3 separate regions of the Mus musculus genome follow, and regions 2 and 3 are each linked to region 1. A link is a contact called in public Hi-C and HiChIP or PLAC-seq data. All regions are on one chromosome and are shown on one strand. Each heading gives the region's core, a stretch centred on a gene start, on an enhancer-like site or on the middle of the called end of the contact. The rest is flanking DNA. Distances are from core to core; before and after follow the strand shown. Region 1 has its middle 32 kb from the start of Gm34130. Region 2 has its middle 49 kb from the start of Gm39724. Region 3 overlaps Dusp10 (dual specificity phosphatase 10).

Region 1 (2,818 bases), core at 122-2,621:
AAGCTGTCCAGAACATACAGGAGGATTTATGGTTAAAATGGTTGAAATGGTTGAAAAAGGAAACGAGGAGGCTGGGCGTGGTGGTGCACACCTTTAATCCCAGCACGTGGGAGGCAGAGGCAGGCAGATTTCTGAGTTCGAGGCCAGCCTGGTCTACAGAGTGAGTTCCAGGACAGCCAGGGATATACAGAGAAACCATGTCCCCCCAAAAAACAAAACAAAAAAGGAAACAAGGAAAGGGACTTTCCTTATTTTTGACTTTACAAAGTCAAAGCCATGTTTACCAAAACACATCCTAATGTATCGTCCCTCTAACACCCAGGGCTTCCTGCTTCCCACTCCCCAACCTCTGAGCCAGGACAGTCTTGGCCTTTACAGGTAACACTAGAGATGAGAATGACCTTATGATGGAAATGGCAACCTCTAGGCTGCTACCTGACAGAACACTGGGACAAGTGATCTCCTATGACCTCCTACTGATGCCTGTCTCTTAGCATAAAAATTCTGGTTCTAACCTGATCCCTTAACCATACAAAGGCTATGGGAAATAATGGTGTGAAGGAGGACACACACAGAGAGAGGAGTACACACAGACTATTCCATGTGGTGGCTAATGAAAGAAAACATGCCTGACTTTCCTCTTAGCACCTCCGTTACTCCTCATGCTCAAGCCTCTATTAAAATAATGTCAATAAAATTTCTAACTTGGGAAAGGGAGAAAGAATGGAGAGGTGGAGAAAGGAGAAAAGAAGAAGGAAAAGCACGTGAGCATATAGAAGATTCGGAAACGTGAGCGAGAGTTTCATGACATGGAAGATCGAGTTGATAGAACAGTCTGAAGACCAGAGCAAATAACCAAATGTCACTATCACTAATACAAGAGATGGAAATAAAGTTCCCTCGGAGTGAGCCTGCTTACAGCACGGGGGCTGCATCTCCTATACAGAGCATTCAGAATCCAGTACCTGGGACCAACATGGAGGGAGAGTTCTGGTCACGTGATGCAGAGACTTTTCATCAATCTAAGCCTGTTATTTCCCCACTCTGCTCTGGGTAGGAACGCTGCTGGCACTTCTACGTCAGCCACAGCTGTGTTAAGGAGGTCAAGGAAATGTGGGGAAAAGGGCAATTGTCTAGGGAGAGGAGTAGAAATTCCCAGGCAGCATTTTTTCTTTCCCCTAAATTTCTCTGGGAACTGTCTTACTGTGTCACCGTCAGTTTCTACTGGGTCATAAGCAACTCTTCTGCAAGCTGCTGGATCTATAAGATCCCCCAAGGCAGAACCCTAACCCCCTCTGGGGTGTGAGAGTTCACTGAACAGCCTCGTTCATGGCCATGAGCTTGGCACAGCCACAAGCCAGCGCCATTCCAGTACCATGTGATATCAGCAGGGTTACTCACTTGGTTGCCCTCCAGCAGGGCAGCTGGGGACACCTCCCTAGAGTGACTACAACATTCATCACTGAGATGACTCAGCCCAAGCTTCCCTCTGCCTGAAAAGGGAATCTGGGGCTGAGCGTGGGGTGAGAGGTGTCCACACTAGACCCATCTCTGTGCCCCTCACTTGCGAAGCACATAGCATAAGACTCAGGTCAGTGTATCAGAAGCAGAGAATGTACCATGAGTTTAGTCCAGAGGTATGTGTGGCAGGTAAGGCTGTGCTTACAGAAGTTCAAGGACGGCTACTCAGCTGCCTAAGGACAATAGCATCTCAGATGTCCACCCATTCCATCTCACTGATTCCAGTGTTCTGTCTTTGCTAGGCGAGGGCTTGTCCATTCTGGATCCCTGATATGTTACTGGGTAAGGCTCTTCCCCCTCACTGCTTGTCTCAAAGAAGTAATTCAACTAAGGTGGAAATTTGTTTGGCTAAGTAAATTAATGCCTACACTACAAACAGGTTGGGATGTGCTGTCCTGAAAAGTGGGGCAGTAGAGTTGGGGAAATGCTTTAACACAGTCTTTGGATAGGTGCTGTCTGGTTTCTTGCCCAAGAGTGAGTCCATTCTCTTTGCACAGTTTAATGTGCACAATCTCTAAGGCTACATGTGCTGCTCATTCATATTTCTGTCAATTGTAAGTGACAGTCCCATTTCTCTAATAGAATCATATGCTTCCTTCAAAAGCACCTGCTTCTACCGACAGCTGGAGCACCACGGCATCCCACACTGCACTAACCACATGGCAGGTGCTTGCTCAATACTTACTGCATGGTGGCCTCCGATCTTCAGTTCCCAAGGGAGAGAGATTTTCCACACTTTACTCTAACCGAGCTTTGAATCTCTTTAGAAAGAGCTTTGAACGAAAGCCTTGGTTTTATTCAACACCTCGTGTGTTCTGGGCTCTCCACGCTCCTGTGCAGATCTTCTCTCAAAGGTCTTCCCACAACATGTCCTTGAACTCACTATTCTGCCAATGTTCCTCCGATAACCCAGGTTCCAGCATGACCTTCTTTGGCTTTCCAGAGTTTCTGTATCATTCTCGGTGTTAGTTATGTTTCTGTTACTGCACTGAAATACCAGGGACACAGTGACCTAAGGAAGGGTTTCTTGCCAGGCAGTGGTGGCGCACACCTTGAATCCCAGCACCCGGGAGGCAGAGGCAGGCAGATTTCTGAGTTCAAGGCCAGCCTGGTCTGCAGAGTGAGTTACAGGACAGCCAGGGCTACACAGAGAAAACATGTCTCTAAAAACAAAACAAAGCAAAACAAAACAAAAAAAAAAGGAAGGGTTTCTTTTGGCTTAGGGTTTAAGAAAGCTAGATGTTCATAATGGTGGGAAAAGCAGGGTAGGAAGAAGCTGGCTGATCACACTTCAACC
Region 2 (2,818 bases), core at 130-2,629, 230 kb after region 1:
AGACACCAGCAGGAAGACAGCTTTTTCTCTATAGCCAATGACTGACAGCATTTCAGTGCTAAAGATTATCCATCATTATCAAAGCTGCTGTGACAGAGCGGACCTTCGCCTGGGAGTCCAAAATGGAGTCCCTATTACTCTGTGATGAGCCTTGATTTTCATTTTATCTTTCTATTATACATCTATCCTCTTTCACTTAGAACAAAGAGATCTTCCACCTTCCATTTGCCTCACTAGCACCTAGGCCTGGCTTTGCATGTGTCTACTACAGCTGGGAGAAAGTGGTTTTCAAACCAGGACCGATGGCATTGTGTCCGGAGTCCACGGGAAACCCAGACAAGTCCAAGAATTGCAAAGTCCACTGCAACTCCCAAAAGAGTCTTTTATTGTTCCACATTGGAACTCGGATTGCCTGCCTCGAACTCACTGAGTGAATGCTGGCAAGCAACCCTGAGTTCAGAAAACACTGGGTTTATATACGGTATAGTTATGAATGTTCACAGAAAAGGGGAGTAAAGGGCTGTAATCATTTGGTGGAAAGGTACAGAAGTGGGAGGGGGTTAATGGGTGTCTGTTCAGGGACTAACTTCATAGCCAGTCATAACTGTCTCTGACCTGACCTCTGATTTCCCTTGAGCTTGTGATTTTTCTAAGGTCTCAAGGACAAGCACCCTGAAGAGTTCGGCTGTTTATCAAGAGTGTTGGAGACAAAAAGGCGGGGAGGATGTCTCAAGCTGTCCCCTCAAAATGTCTTCATTTAGGGGGAGTTTGATGGGTAGTGCCATTCTAACAATAGGGGAGGGGCCAAGGAGGAGTAGGCTTGCTGCAGGGGTGGGATGGTGGTGGTGGTGGCAGGGAACACAGAGGCAAACTGTACACACACTCAAGTCTCTCTAGTATCATTAATTTGGGGGTTACAACAATGGCAAGTTGGTGGCATGAAGGGAATCTGCACTTTGGGATGGGACCACTTTTTGTGCAGATGTTTCTATAACCCCAGACTCTCTACAGGACACTGCATGAGGGTAAGGTGGGAAAGCAGATCTCTTCTAAAGGAAACAGTTTTGTCTGTCAATCCCAGTTAAGATCGTTTCTGAGGCCTGCACTGCAGTTCTGTTTACTCTTCCCATGTATAAAATAGCTTTAATTTGAAATTACAAGTAAGAACACAAACCACAGGAATGTAGCACAGGCATTGTCACGCTTAGGAGGTAAGTAGAAAGACAGCCAGGAAGAATCCCGAGTCACCAAGCTCCAGTGAAATCAAAACGAAGTTGGGTGCGAGAGAGCGCTAGAAAAAACGTTAAGATTTCCTGCAAGTGGCTCCTCCTCACACCACACCACCAAATACTTAAGCTGTGATGCAAGCTGATAACATTTGGCACTCGCAGGGGTTTCTCAGTTTTGCAGTTTCCATGCAAACTCTGATTAATCCTGACAGTGCTCCTCAGAGAGCTGCTGGCCTGGAGCCAGACGAAGTGTGCGCGCCCTCACGTTGATTGCATAAGTTCACACAACAACCAATCCTTCTCTCCACAATTTCCCATCATCCATGGCTTAAATTCTCATGACAGATTTTAGGCAAACTCGCCTCTTCAAACTGTCCCTCTGTTCAAACTGTCTCCAGCCCCAACCCCAGGATCATGTCTCCCCTCGGAGTTCACTGGCTTCGGTTTTATATTCAAACATATTCCAGGATTCCCATCTGAGCCCGAAGAAAGTTTAATGGTCCCTGACTCCAACATTCTCCTGTGTGGGCATAAACCTCCATTTGTGTTCATAGAGTGATAGTACAACTACCCATCCTTCATCGCCTTTCCCTCCCTCAAAATAAGAAAATTGAGGCAAAACCAAACACTCAAAAAAAAAAAAAAAAAAAACTATTTGTTCACTAAAAGAAAAAATAGGAAACTCAGGAGACCTAAAACACAGCTCTGTCTCACTGTCACTGTGACTGGGATGAAGCACCCTGACAAATAGGGAAGATTTGTGTCTTACAACTTCAGGTTACTGTTTATCATTGAAGTTAGGGAGGCAGGAGCTTGAGATAGCCAGTCATGTCATATATACGGCAAAGACCAGGGAAAACTAGACACAGTCACACTGCCAGCTTGCTCTATTCAGCTAGCTTTCTTTACTTGTACAGTCCAGCCTATAAATGATGCCACCTCCACTTAGGGTGTTCCTTCCCAAACTTTGCTAACCAAAGCAATCAAGATAACCCCCCAGAGACATGCCCACGGGCCAATCTGATCAAGGCAATTTCTCCTTCAGGCTCCCTTCCCACGTGCTTCTAGGTTGTGACATGTTGATGTTTTTTTTGGTTTTTTTTTTTTTTTTTGGTTTTTTTTTTTATTACGTATTTTCCTCAATTACATTTCCAATGCTATCCCAAAAGTCCCCCATACCCTCCCCCCCCCCCACTTCCCTACCCACTCATTCCCATATTTTGGCCCTGGCATTCCCCTGTACTGGGGCATATAAAGTTTGTGTGTCCAATGGGCCTCTCTTTCCAGTGATGGCCGACTAGGCCATCTTTTGATACATATGCAGCTAGAGTCAAGAGCTCTGGGGTACTGGTTAGTTCATAATGTTGTTGCACCTACAGGGTTGCAGATCTCTTTAGCTCCTTAGATACTTTCTCTAGCTCCTCCATTGGGGGCCCTGTGATCCATCCAATAGCTGACTGTGAGCATCCACTTGTCCCACCATTCCTCAAGGAAAGTTTAAAACTCAAGTGAGGTGTCCTTATTTGTAAAACACTAGACCATCTATGTTTAAATATATAAGTCAGATCTTCTATCACCACTTACTAACA
Region 3 (2,818 bases), core at 117-2,616, 150 kb before region 1:
TAAGTAAAATCCAATAAATCTCTAGAAACATCAAGGGCAAGCTTCAAAAGACTACATTCTTCTACCATGAAGCATTCCCACTGGAAATTATATTCAGAGAAAGTCATCAGAAGTCATCTATGGGCCGGGCGGTGGTGACACCTTTAATCCCAGCACTTGGAAGGCAGAGGCAGTCGGATTTCTGAGTTCGAGGCCAGTCTGGTCTACAAAGTGAGTTCCAGGACAGCCAGGGCTATACAGAAAAACCCTGTCTCAAAAACAAAAAAAAAAAAAACAAAAAAACAAACAAACAAACAAAAAAGTCATCTATGGTCAGGAGAGGGGAGGAAAAGACGAGGGTTACAATGGAGACTGGGGTTGGGACCCATGCCTAATGGTGATGAACAGAACTGGCCAGTCAAATCCGTAAGCCACTCAACTTGTTTTGAAGGAAACCCCACACTCAAACAACAGCGTTTACAGCCATGGATTTTGTAATGATCTGCAGGTCAAAGGGCTTTGGCCTGGGGAATTCAGGAAGCGAGATGGGAGAAGCGCCACTGCTCCTATCACAATTTGGAATGCTTTCTTTAGCCAATGTTTTCAGTCCGCAAAAAATATATCGCAACAGCTTCTACTTCTGACTTCTGTAAGTCAGAGCTATAAGTCTATATTTGGCAAGAATAGTTAGCAACGATAAGTATATTAACCATCAACTGCCTGGAAGGGAAGGCAGGAGCTGCCTCTGCAGCCACATGCCAAAGTCAAATCACCCGCAATGGCTGAGCTCTGCAAGGTCAAACTGAAACCAGGCATGGTCTCCATTCCCACGAAGAGATAGGAGAAAGGGTCTGGAAACCTCTGGAGGTGGTTGTTGTAGTGCCAGGATATAGTAACGGGTCAAAAGCTGAGGTGTCCCCATCTGGTAGACCACATTATGGTCCAACCAATACAGCCTGCTGGTCTGGAGTGGGATCATAGATTATAAACATAAGCTCAAGGTTACTGGAGAACCATCCCAGTAACCATCCCTGCAGCCCAGGAGGGAAGAACAGAAACCTGACCCTGTTTGCACTCCACCTCTGGCACCGTCGGACTTCCTAGGCACATTCCCTGAAGGCCATATCCAACATGGTACAGCGGGGGGAAGACCTCCTGAGGGCAGGGAATCACAGAGTAGCTCTTCTTTCCACACTAAAGGGACTCGGCTTCTTGCTTATGACATTTATTGCCAACCTCTTGGATGCAAGCTCATTGGTTAATTCTTTCATTCTTCCCTCCTGACCCCACCCCTCGAGCACTCCTTAAGCTCAACAAAGCCCTACTACAACACAAAGCAGACAGAGGTGAGTCACAGCAAGAACAGTCCGTTGGTAAGGTGTGAGACATCAATGATCTATTCCAAGGCTCTCTGTGTTTAACCACTCTTTCAAGTCATTCCCTCAGTGTGATACTGTGATACTAAGCAACGCACACCCAGATGACCCTGGCAATCTCCAAAGAGATAAGAGTGACTGTTTGTATGCCAACAAGGTGAGTGGCAGTCTGGGAGCCCTTAACACCTTCCAGATGGAAGTGATACCAGAAAGTAGAAAGCAGGGTTAGAGGCTAGGGAATTTCGGCTCTAGCCCTCAATCTTGATCTAGAGAAGATGAAAGTGAATTGCTCACCTATGGCCAAAAATGTCATCAATCATTCAGACTTAATGAAAACACCATAGAAACTCAAAAGAACAAGGTTTGGTGAGTTTCCAGATGGCTGGGCCATGTGGAAGTGACTGGAGGGATAGCATGCCTACATATGACACAAGACCTGCACATCGTCTTACATGGCTCTGCTGTCTGCCTGTTCATGTGCACGCTTTATAATATCCTTTATATTAAGCAAATTCACTAAATGTTTCTCCAATTTCTGTGAGCTGTCATGGCAAATTAATCAAATCTAGAGAATGAGTTCTAGAACTTTTATTGCCAGCTAGTTGGTCAGAAGTGCAGTGACACCCTGGGACTTGCAACCAGTACCAGGAGTTGGGAGTTCTGCTGCATTTGAGCCTTTGGCCTGGGAGAATCTTACATGATTTCCAAGTGAAATGTTAGGACATGCTGCTGCTGTCAGCTGAGGAACTATTCAAGGAGTAGAAGAAACCTCCACAGGATTATTCTATATGGGGAGGGTGCAGGAATCTGTTTCCGTTCCCATTACAAAGTAATTGAGGCGGGATACAAAGACAGATTTGTTTACTTCCTAGTTTCAGAGACTAAAGCTCTTACAGTATGGTGCTAACTTTGGTGAAGGTCACCTTGGCTGTGTCACATCATGACAGGTGGCATCACAGCTGGGATGGGAAATAGGGGGGACAGAAAACCAGGGTAACAGCTGGGCTGGACTACCCACTTCTTTTCTCATCATTTTTTTTTTAAATAACAACTCTGCTGTCAGGTTTCCACAAAACCAGTCTCATGCTCTACCAGGGACAGTGACAAGTTGACCTCCTATGAGGTATCAAACTTTGCAGTATCACCATGTCGGGAAAACATCGTTTCCAAAACATAGACACTTGAGGGCCACATTCCATCCTATCCTAACCATTGCAGAGCAGACAGCACGCAGGGCTCAGTGACTGTGGTCTCCCAGAAGGGCTCTTCCTGATATTATGAGTATTCTCTCAGCTAACTCCTTGACCACATATCAGAACATCTGCCACTATCCGAAATCATCAATGTCATCCTTAGTTTTTTATTATTGCTAAAAAATGGAGTCCAGAGGATGTGGAAAAAGAGGAACACTCCTCCATTGTTGGTGGGATTGCAAGCTTGTACAACCACTCTGGAAATCAGTC

What was found. Hi-C and Micro-C count contacts between places; a contact is called where the count stands out from the background. HiChIP or PLAC-seq counts read pairs in DNA pulled down with a chosen protein or histone mark.
Region 2: a contact with region 1 is called in a Hi-C map of the C2C12 cell line, with 2.0 times the contacts expected there. The contact joins two enhancer-like sites. A contact is called at or near these places in 3 of 39 promoter capture datasets (the 3T3-L1 cell line and 3T3-L1-derived adipocytes), 6 of 484 Hi-C or Micro-C datasets (the C2C12 cell line, adipose-derived mesenchymal stem cells, brown adipocytes and 2 more) and 4 of 115 datasets of contacts at active chromatin or transcription factors (the NIH/3T3 cell line, bone marrow-derived macrophages, embryonic fibroblasts and 1 more).
Region 3: a contact with region 1 is called in a FOXA1 HiChIP or PLAC-seq map of pancreatic cancer cells. The contact joins two enhancer-like sites. A contact is called at or near these places in 6 of 484 Hi-C or Micro-C datasets (the C2C12 cell line, the MNK3 cell line, brown adipocytes and 2 more), 3 of 115 datasets of contacts at active chromatin or transcription factors (embryonic fibroblasts, embryonic stem cells and pancreatic cancer cells) and 2 of 9 other capture datasets (embryonic tail and embryonic trunk).

Annotation. Positions count from the first base shown.
Region 1 is chr1:183,904,129-183,906,946 of GRCm38.p6, reverse strand. No RefSeq gene overlaps it. Among named protein-coding and RNA genes, the nearest start is that of Gm34130, 32 kb to the left of the region's middle. Within about 2 kb of position 1,371, at least 109 of the 459 cell types and tissues checked have an H3K27ac peak or open chromatin away from gene starts, as enhancers often do. A contact at or near this core is called in the C2C12 cell line, the NIH/3T3 cell line and pancreatic cancer cells, where this site is marked.
Region 2 is chr1:183,678,677-183,681,494 of GRCm38.p6, reverse strand. No RefSeq gene overlaps it. Among named protein-coding and RNA genes, the nearest start is that of Gm39724, 49 kb to the right of the region's middle. Within about 2 kb of position 1,379, at least 51 of the 459 cell types and tissues checked have an H3K27ac peak or open chromatin away from gene starts, as enhancers often do. A contact at or near this core is called in the C2C12 cell line, the NIH/3T3 cell line and pancreatic cancer cells, where this site is marked.
Region 3 is chr1:184,056,114-184,058,931 of GRCm38.p6, reverse strand. The region is part of intron 2 of Dusp10 (dual specificity phosphatase 10); the gene reads right to left. Among named protein-coding and RNA genes, the nearest start is that of Dusp10, 23 kb to the right of the region's middle. Within about 2 kb of position 1,366, at least 22 of the 459 cell types and tissues checked have an H3K27ac peak or open chromatin away from gene starts, as enhancers often do. A contact at or near this core is called in pancreatic cancer cells, where this site is marked.